Regions from separate parts of the Hordeum vulgare genome. Here region 1 is linked to region 2. A link is a contact called in public Hi-C data. All regions are on one chromosome and are shown on one strand. The core of a region is the stretch at or near the end of the contact, and the rest is flanking DNA. Distances in the headings are between cores, read along the strand shown.

The links. Hi-C and Micro-C count contacts between places; a contact is called where the count stands out from the background.
Region 1: a Hi-C map of seedling shows a contact between it and region 2, with 4 times the contacts expected there. The contact joins the promoter of LOC123439983 here to the promoter of LOC123443899 in region 2. A contact is called at or near these places in 2 of 6 Hi-C or Micro-C datasets (leaf and seedling).

The regions. Positions count from the first base shown.
Region 1 is chr3H:374,731,586-374,736,874 of MorexV3_pseudomolecules_assembly, reverse strand. It overlaps LOC123439983 (GDSL esterase/lipase At1g28600-like), which reads left to right and starts at 2,566. Exons shown (of 5, transcript XM_045116579.1): 1 at 2,566-2,937; 2 at 3,035-3,247; 3 at 3,405-3,556; 4 at 3,646-3,919; 5 at 4,039-4,395. The coding sequence starts at 2,673. The coding sequence ends at 4,244.
Region 2 is chr3H:374,391,096-374,395,949 of MorexV3_pseudomolecules_assembly, reverse strand. It overlaps LOC123443899 (MYB-like transcription factor TCL2), which reads left to right and starts at 3,259. Exons shown (of 3, transcript XM_045120449.1): 1 at 3,259-3,546; 2 at 4,407-4,491; 3 at 4,662-4,854. The coding sequence starts at 3,489. The coding sequence ends at 4,746.

The DNA of each region.
Region 1 (5,289 bases), core at 1,317-3,816, 340 kb before region 2:
ACCTCCTCTCCCGCCTCTAGCAGACAAAGAGAGAGGGGTGCAGGTGGGCGACAACGAATGATGCGACATAATGTGGAAAAACCCTAACACTAGACTCATCTGATATTTCATCAGATATGAGACCTTATGGAAGAAAAGTGAAGCTAGTTCACCATTGAGGGAGTACTTATAGTGGTGTTTGTCTATACAAGATACTTCCTCCGTTCTTAAATATAGTCTTTTTACAGGTTTCACTAGGAGACTACATACAGATGTATATAGACATATTTTAGAGTATAGATTCACTCATTTTACATCGTATATAGTCCCTCATGAAATCTCTAAAAATACTTATATTCAGGAACGAAAGGAGTAGATATTAATAATATTGTGCCCGAATTTTATTGGATGCACATCTATTGGCTAGTGCGGTCAATTCATAGAGGTGTGGGAAAAGGATTTTAGCTTGTTAATTTGAAATGTTCAAAGGGCCTTCACAAAGTACAACAAGTGGACCTAGTTGACAGTTTCTGGAGTGAACCAACTAATATATGAAGGATTTTTTTTCTTAGCAATATTATGACACTATAATAGGTATATGAAAATATATCTTTTAAAATTAATGTATGTGCCATGGTACATACATTAATTTATGATTTTTTTTTTAGAAATCAAAAATAATTTATAAATCTACAATTATTTACGAATTATTATACATTTCATTTTCAAATTTTCATTTTTGAGTTTTCAATTTTGTTATGAAGTCCAAACTTAAATAAAGTATAAATCAAAATGAAGGAAAAGAAAAACAGAACTGAAGATCGCCCAAATACGGGTGGGCCCAAAAGGGCGCTGAGTGTCCTCTTCTAGCGCATTCTTAAAAATATTTTTCTTGATTCGACGAACATTTCTAGAATTGACGGAAAAAGGATATTATGGAACGATTTTCGCAATTGATGAACATTTTTTGAAATGCATTATCCATTTTGATTCAACAAATATTTTATTACTAAATAAAATAATTTTTAATTATGAACAGTTTTCAAGTTTGTATAATGTTTTTTATTTATGAACATTTTTTGAATTTACGAATTATTGTTCTATTTCATGTACATTTTAAAAAATCTATATTATAAAAAATCATGGACGTTTTTATTTCCCGAATAATTGTTCTAAATTTTCAAGTGTTTTATTTAAATCCCAAATATTTTCCGAATCTACAATGATTTAAGAATTAATAAACATTTTTTTATAACTATCATTTTTTATTTTCCTTGTTTTTTGAATTCCAAAATTATTTAAAGTACAGAATATATGACGGAAAAGAAAAAATAAATTAAAAACGAAATTTCAAGCAGGTTGCCGGTCTATGGGCCTGCCCACGCACGCTGTATTGTGTCCTGGCGCGCAGAGCGCAGTATAGGAGGTTCCTACTAGGCCGGCCCAGTCCGTAATTTATTTTTGTGAAACGTTTTGTATTACTTATAGGTGACATTGGTGGGTAATATTTTGCAATTTTAAGGAAAATTTCCGGTACGGTTGACCAGAAACAATCTGTTATTTTTTTAACATATTATTATAGTACAAATGCCCGTGCGTTGCACCGGACGAAAATTAAATAAGGTTACGCTAAGTATTTATTTTTAGACCATGAAATTCGGACGTACCCTAACAATGTTTGACATGACCTATTTCAGCTTCACATCTTCATTTCGTCCGAGGAAAGAATAGGCCGTGTATGAAATAGTCTTTCGATCAAATTTATTTTTATTCCTTGGAATTCCTTGGAATCTTTGAATCAATTTTATTTTTATTCCTTGGATTTCACTGTAATACAAATAATTTGGCCCCAAAAGATTACTACACATATGTTTTTTTACTGTTACTACACGTATGTTATACGGTTTACATTTGGGCCACGTACTCAGTCCAGCCTGGACCGACTGGGTGTGTCTGGTTAGACGCTGGAGCAGCCGACAGCTGAGCACCTCGTCTCGTACCTCTCCCTCCTCCGATTCCAAATGAATCACTATTCCCAAACCTAGCCAAACTGCTGCAAGAGACGACGGCAAGCGATTGCAGGTCCTGCCCCGGCGCTGGCCCTCCCAATCTCCCTCAGTCCTTCCCCTCCCATTCGCCCGTCCCTCTCCGCCTCTCCCTCCCCTGCCCTCGGCCTGTTGCCTTGGGAGCTTAGCAGCTTAATTCATCAAACTTTAAATATAGAGCATATAAATCTATCCATTAGATCACCCGCAAAAAATAAAACTTCATATACAGAGGATACAAATCTATCCTTTAGGTCACACGAAAAACCTAAAACTTTATATACAAAGGATATAAATCTATCCTTTAGAATTTAGATCACCTGCAAAACAAAAAACTTTATATATAGAGGATATAACTCTCTCCTTTAGATCATGTGCAAAAAATAAAAAATTATATAGAGAGGATATAAATCTATCCTTTAGATCACCCGAGTAAATAAAAAAAAACCTATCCTTTACATACATAAAAAAAGTTGCAAGAAATGTATCTTCACGATGTCACTATACTCATTGCCATTCTGCCTTCTATACCCCTACTAGTAGAATTCGGCCTGAAGATGCTATAAAAAGAAGGCCAGATGAACTCCTTTGGATCACAAACCAGTCACCGTCTCAGGCTGCAAACGTTGTAGCAACAGCAGTGTTACGATGGCCCCGGAGCGTCAAGGACACCGTTCCATTTCCTGCTGCATCCTCGTCGTCGCGGTCGTCCTGCTGCTCAGCGCTCGCGGGTCATCTGCTCGTTGCTACAAGCGCATCTTTGCCTTCGGCGATTCCATCATCGACACCGGCAACTTCGTGTATTCGACCGGCAGCGCTCCAAACGCCTTGAAGGAGTTCCCATATGGGATGACCTTCTTCCACCACCCCACAGGCCGCGTCTGTGACGGGCGTGTCCTCCTTGATTTCTACGGTGAGTGCACTTCACAGCACTTGGATCTAGCTACCCCTGTGTGTTCACAATAGTGTGTGGTCGTGACTATTAACAACCGTGTGCATACGTATTGCAGCTCAAGCGCTGGGTCTGCCGCTGGTACAGCCAAGCTTGCCCGAGCAAAGATCGGGGCAATGCACATTCGGTGCCAACTTTGCCGTGTTTGCTGCCACGGCGCTTCCCCCAGAGTACTTCAAAAGATGGAACATTGATATTCCAGGGTCTGCCAACCTCGGCGTGCAGATGGGCTGGTTCAAAGAAGTAGTGCAACGGATAGCACCAGGGCCCGGTAATTAACTTAACCACACGTCCATGCATCATTCACACTAAACCCACACTATTAGTTTTAGTTAATTGGCTACCTAAAATCTTATCAATTAATTTAACCACGTGTCCAGCATGCATGCTAAAACTGCTTTATTAATTGGGCTACGATGGTCTACCAGGTGCCAGGAGACTCCTGGGAGAGTCTCTCATCATATTGGGCGAGATCGGTGGCAACGACTACAACTTCTTGCTCCTCGGTAGAAATCATACTCGTGAAACAGCCTACCAATTCATCCCAGACGTTGTCAACCGCATCATCAGTATTGCGCAGGTGCTTACACGCCATCAATTAGTTTGTACAAACAAATCATCCATGTATCGTATTCGTAGGTGGTTTCATTTGTCATCGTATACATGCAGGAGCTCATCGATCTCGGCGCGAGGACGATCATGATCCCAGGGAACTTCCCCATCGGGTGTGTGCCCAAGTACCTGAACGATCTCCACACGGGCAACCGTGCGGACTATGACCAGTTCGGCTGCCTCAGGTGGTACAACGACTTCTCTATGAGGCACAACATGGCGCTGTCCAATGAGGTCAACAGGCTCAGGGCGCATCATCCATGGGTGAAGCTCATCTACGCTGACTACTTCGGCGCCGCCATGGAAATCTTCAAGAACCCACACAGATTTGGTCAGTAACCGATGCTCGATTGCATTTCTTCTCCTAATTAAAGCGGACTATATATACTACATATGATTTGGTCCATGCACCGCGCTCATTGCTCGATCGTGTTGCGTTTGGGCATGCAGGTATCCGCGATCCTCTTGTGGCATGCTGCGGCGGCGGTGGCCGGTACCACGTTGGGACATGCGACAAGAACTCCGCTATTATGGGTTCCCCAGCTAATGCCGCTAATTGGGACGGCATCCACATGACTGAGAAGGCCTACAACATTATCGCTGATGGGGTGTTGCATGGGCCGTACGCCAACCCGCCGCTGTTGCATTCTTGCTAGAGTTCTTAATTTCCTGTCTTGAGTATATTGATTATTAGAAAATATAAGATAGATTAGGACTTGTCCTACGCTGTCTTATAATTCTAGTTGATCATTGTACTTCTACATATATGTTCATGAGGCTCAAGCAATACAACAACTATTCCATCAATCCCTCTCCCTCTTTTAACATGGTATTTGTGGTAAGTTTCTAGACCTAGGCGTCGCCCGCTTCCGCCCCGCGCCCCGCCTCCGGGGTGGTCGGCCTCCATGACCACCGCCGGGGGCCATGCCGCCCATACCCAGGGTTCCTCCGCTGGCCTTGTTGACTTGCTGTCCTAGAGAGTCTTTTACCGATTTCTTGATCCGGATTTCTCTCTTCCGTCGGTCCCTTTGATCGTCGTCTTAATTTTTTGGTTTTCCAATCCAAGATCGGTTTGTGTCGCTCACTGCCGCCATCGACCACCATGTCTCTACTCCAACATCAGCGCGACACACCTCTTCACCGACCCGGTGGCCTTGCGCGACGCGGCGGCCCCTCACGGTCGTCGATTGCGCGTTTGCTCGCATGTCGCCCTGCACCGGCCGTTGCGATACTTCTCCGATCGGGACTACTTCATCACCATCCGCCTCCACCGTCGCCTCGTACGGTCACGCACCGACTACCTTGGCCCGGCTGTATTGGGCTGGCTCCCAGCTCTGACCGCGTCAGCTGCCTCGGACCGGCTGCCGGCTCAGGCCGCGTCGGCCTCGCCGCTTGCCTCAGGCCGACTGGTGGCTGGCGGTTCTATCGGCCTCGCCGGCTTCCTCGCACCAGTTGCGTTGTCGACCACATCAGGCCGGCTGCAGGCCCTAGCTGTGACCGCGTGAGGCTGACTAAGGCCGGCCCCATCGTCAGGCCAGCTACCTCGTCGACCGAGTAAAGCCGGTTGCCGGCTCCATCTTGGACACCGCCAGCCCGCCTTCACCGAGCGACGTCCCCACCTCGTGCGCGATCGGATTGATCATCCGCTCGTCCGCGATCCACCTCATATATGTCATGCGACCAATTTCGCCCGTCGGTTGC
Region 2 (4,854 bases), core at 2,010-4,509:
TGCACCAAAGAGGATCTCGTGACCCATGCACAGATCTCCGCCGGAAGACATGACGAAAAAGATGAAATCGCAAACTCGCCGAAAGTCGCTTAGACGACCTATGACCCTACCCTGGGACTATAACCCCATCACTGCCACTGTTGGTAACCCCTTAGACCTATAAAAGGAGGCCCTGGGAATGCACGAAAAGGGGGAGTTGGTCACTCAGTGAGGACGCAGCTAAGAGTTCATCATCTTTCATCAAATTAATACACACAAAGCAGGAGTAGGGTATTACGCTTGAATAGCGGCCCAAACCTGGGTAAAATCCGCCCCGACCGTTTGGTCTGCTCTTGGTGCATCCGTCTCCCCCGCCGAACCACAAGGGACGCCTCCAGGTCCCATAGGTGTCGTTCCCGACAAGGAGATACGGGAAGAGAGGATGGAGAAGGGCACGGGCTGGCATTGGCCTAGGCATGGCGTTCGTCGGCGACGACGGCTCGTCGAAGAGGCGCGACAGCGGGGTCGGGCGCGCTCGATGTTGGTGGAGGCGAGGAGGAGTTCGGGCTCCTAATGACCTGGTGCTTGAGGGAGGCTGCGGGAGGCTCTCTCGGCTGTTGGATCTTCGATCCGATGGCCAGGATCGAGGGTGGGCTGGATCAGATTTGGTTGGCTCGAGATGGATGGTTCGGTGGTGGAGGCTGGTTGACTGGAACAGATTGGAAGGGATCCCAAGGTGGATCTGAGATGCGACGGCAGATGAGGGAAAAGGCTCCTAGATATTAGGGTTGTCCAAAAATGGACTATGGTTGGACTATAGCAAGGAAGGGCTAGGTTTTAAGGTTGGGGGGTTTTCGACCCTCCGATCGCGATCGGACGGACCCGGTCGCGAGGATGGGTATGGTGGGCTAAGTTGAGATGTGTAGAGGTGGCTAGGTGGGGAAGAGAGGGAGGTCTGCGGCCCGTGACACGTTTTTAAAACCGGAAAATGTCCGATGAATAAACCGATGACGGTGTCGCTACGGACTTATCGGTCGGGTATCAAACGAACTCCGATCGCGTCAAAATTTGGCAGGCGGCCTACCTACATCATAAAAAGACCGCACACCAAGTTTCAACCCAATCCGATAATATTTTTCAAACATTTTTAAAAACAATATTTTAACGATGTTGCGGCACGTGCGTGTGTGGTTGGTCTCAAAACAGTCAACGACGAAAACGAAGAGAACCAACAACTACTAACGGATGCAAGTTTTAAAAACCCACAGCAACGGAGTGCCGATGCAATGCAGATGATGCGAATAATGCGATGATGAATGCGATAAACAATCTAATCGCACAACAGCGATGGAATAAAAGGGGAATCTTCTGAAGCGTCGGTCTGGGGCTGTCACACCTATGACCTTAGGACATGTGATTCATGTGAGTGACGTAACCACTGAGGCAGGTCCGATGGCGCCTACTTCTGTTCCAGATGATCCCTTCGCAAAGGAGCTTTGTGACTTACTTGCCCGCGTGGAGATTGTTAAACCTGGTTTGGACAGATCAATTGATTGCCTCCTGACGGGGACAAAAATAAGGGGCAAGATGGTGGACAAAGGCAAGAAGAATGACACCATAAGGAAGATATATGTGAGTGCTTGATCTTAGGTCGAGTGTCCTTTTGGATTGGGTTGTCGTTATGTTTTTGGGATATCCGATGTCTTGTGTCGGAGATCACTTTGCTTGGTGGTAGTGTTGATGGGTTGTTCATCTGTAATCAGTTTGTATCGGTTTTCATCTGGATTTCCGTGAATTAACTAGGCAAAAAAAAATTAATTAATCGATGAGGCAACGCTTTTGCCTCCGTTTCGAAAAAAAGTGCCTTTGAAATCGGATTCTTCTTTTTCAGGGGGGAAATCGGATTCTCTTGTAACGGCCGTACAATGCTACAGAAAGGTAACGGTGACAGACCAGCTTTATCTGGAGAAACTTCTGGCTACACAAAAACGTGAACCTTCAGCTTCAGGTCCCCGCCGGATCACGTGAAGTCCCGACCGGATCACGTGGTTGCCACGCGGGCCGGGCCGACCCAGACAGCTACAGTTGAGCAGCAAACAAGACGGACTAACTGTCCACCAACCATCGGACTGCCTGTTCTAGCCGTGCCGTGCGTGGGAGCGGTATTTGGATTGGGATTGGGATTGGGATTGGGATGAATGGATACTCGACAGTGCTCGCTAGCCACCACAAAATTGCTTTGGTCGCGACGCATTCCAATTCTAAATCGATCCATACTACTATTATAGGTCACACATCACCCGGAAAAATAATTGCATAATTCAGTCCCCAGGCCCAGCCATACCAAGAAAGGTCAACAGATCTATTGCTCCGTGAACATGGGCTTCAAGTTTGATTAGCACCGCAAAGAGCAGTTTTGTTTACTCAAAATATGTTTATTTTCTGTATAGCGGAATTTTTGTGTCGAGTTTATCAGGATGCCGCAAGGGCAAGTAATAATAACGGGTAAGAAAGACGACTTAGTAACAAAACCGTTCCTTATGAAACAATTTATTCATCCATGTGGACGAAATATGTGGACGAAATCAGCAGTAAATACAAGTGCCATGATGACACAAGTGTGATAATGAGGCCCCCATAAATAAAATACTTTTAAGACATTTAATGAGATTGAGAATTGCAGTATTGACATCGAGTAATTACCTATGAATTCCAGCCAACCATTATAGTACTACTCAAGAATGATGCTTTCAGAATAGACCTCTTTCACATTGAATAGTACTCCCTCTATTTTAAAATAAGTGACTCAACTTTATATTAATTCTAATACAATGTTAGTATAAAGTTGAGTCACTTATTTTGAAACGGAGGAAGTACTATACTGCAAGACCTCCAGAAAATGAACTGCGGAACATGGTAACCCAAAGGAGCTAAGCAATATATTGATCTTTCCTCCTACCATGCTACCACAACACTTTTTAAGTAGAGTATACTGCAAGACCCGCAGGGTGGAATCAATCAATCAACAATGCTAACAGTACGATGATGCCTCACAACAACCAATGTACCAAAAATAACGACAAAATAGTGATTATTGGAAATGAGATAATCAATCAGGAGATTGCTTGAATGGGTGGAAGAACGACTTTCAAGGTGGGCGCATGCATAGTTGTCATAAAGGTTGGATAGTACGTCTACTTATATTGAGTTTCAGCTTTTAAATGAAGTGAAGAAGCTCGATTCAGTAAATTGACTTCTCAGCTTCAATCAACCATGCACTTCTCTAAAATCAAATCATGCTAGGGTCTTCTCTGGCAGATGATTTGGGAAGGCCAGAAGGCAACAGCCACTGACCTAGTCAATACTGACCACCAACTCCGTGTCTTTAAAACCAGGGGTTTTCTCATGTGTTTTTGTGGGCAGAACTAAGGTGCGGCGCCTCATACTGTAACCCCCCACCCACAACCGCCGCTACACTCACAAGCTAACCTCACCATTTGAGCAAGCATATGAGCAGCAAAAGCTTGGGCAAGAACTCCAAGATCATGAGTGGCCGTGAAAGAAAAGGTTCGCCACCATCCTGTTTCGCTTGCTTGTTCCTTTCAATCCTCTTCACTCTCTTCTCCAAATTATACTCTCCCTCTGTTTCACTAGATATGTACATGGAGGCACAAAATTGAAGTTCTTTTCGATGGAGTTGGACCATCTTAGCCACTGTTAGATAGACACACTACTGTTCTATCTAATGTGAGCAAGTTAGCCCGATTCCATCGAACATTACTGAACTTTCATGCCTTACCAGATGGATATAGGAACTGCAGGCAGTACCTTTTATTTACTGCCATTTTGGTAAAAAATAAAGGAGAACTAAAGAAGGATGAAGAAACAGTGCATGTTTTCTTAATATGATTTTTAGTGAACTAAAGAAGGATGAAGAAACAGTGCACGTTTTCTTAATATGATTTTTAGTGAACTAAAGAAGGATGAAGAAACATACATATTCAAGAGAACAAAGCAAAACCGAGGGAAGGTTGTACCAGTTTCAGAGTAGATCAGCAAGGAAGCAATGCACTTGTAACTACAGAAATTATAAAGAAATCGTAGAAGTAATAAACAGGATATTTGTTACTCCCTCCGATCCAAAATAAGTGTCACAGTTTTGAACCGGGGTTAGTTCAAAACTGCGACACTTACTATGGATCGGAGGTAGTACTAGACAAGAGTTAACCTTGAAGCCAGCGGAGGCCAGAGTACATCTTTGGTCTCTTCCAGCATACGAGTAAACTCCTCCAAGGAACATTTTGAATTCCAGTGGTGAACACACATGTCATTTGTTAAATATTCATATATGGTTGCTACTAGAGTTTGTTTCTTAATTTTATGACCATATTTTTAAGTTTCTAATATTTATGTAATGTTGGCAGAAGTTAATAGCAACGCAAAGCATTTTGTTGATTTCACGGAGGCAGAGGAAGATCTTGTTTTCAGAATGCACAGACTTGTCGGGAACAGGTTTCCTACTGCCCTTATACTGATATATACCTACATATACATGTGAAATGTGTTTTGAGTGAATGAAGATCATTTGACAGACTCGTGAAATCCATAAATCTATCAGTTCCAAGCAAGTAATATTATCTGTGATTCCCTAATCGCGCTTCTCATATTATGGGCTTGTGCAGGTGGGAACTTATAGCTGGAAGAATCCCCGGAAGAACAGCAGAAGAAGTAGAGATGTTCTGGGCAAAAAAGCACCAGGACCAATGAAAGGGAAAGCAGGATGCATCCAGTAAAACTAGATTGACATATAGGGTGCTTTTTCCTGTCCATCAAAAACCTGTGTTGATCTTACTCGTCCTATCTTCTCACCCATGC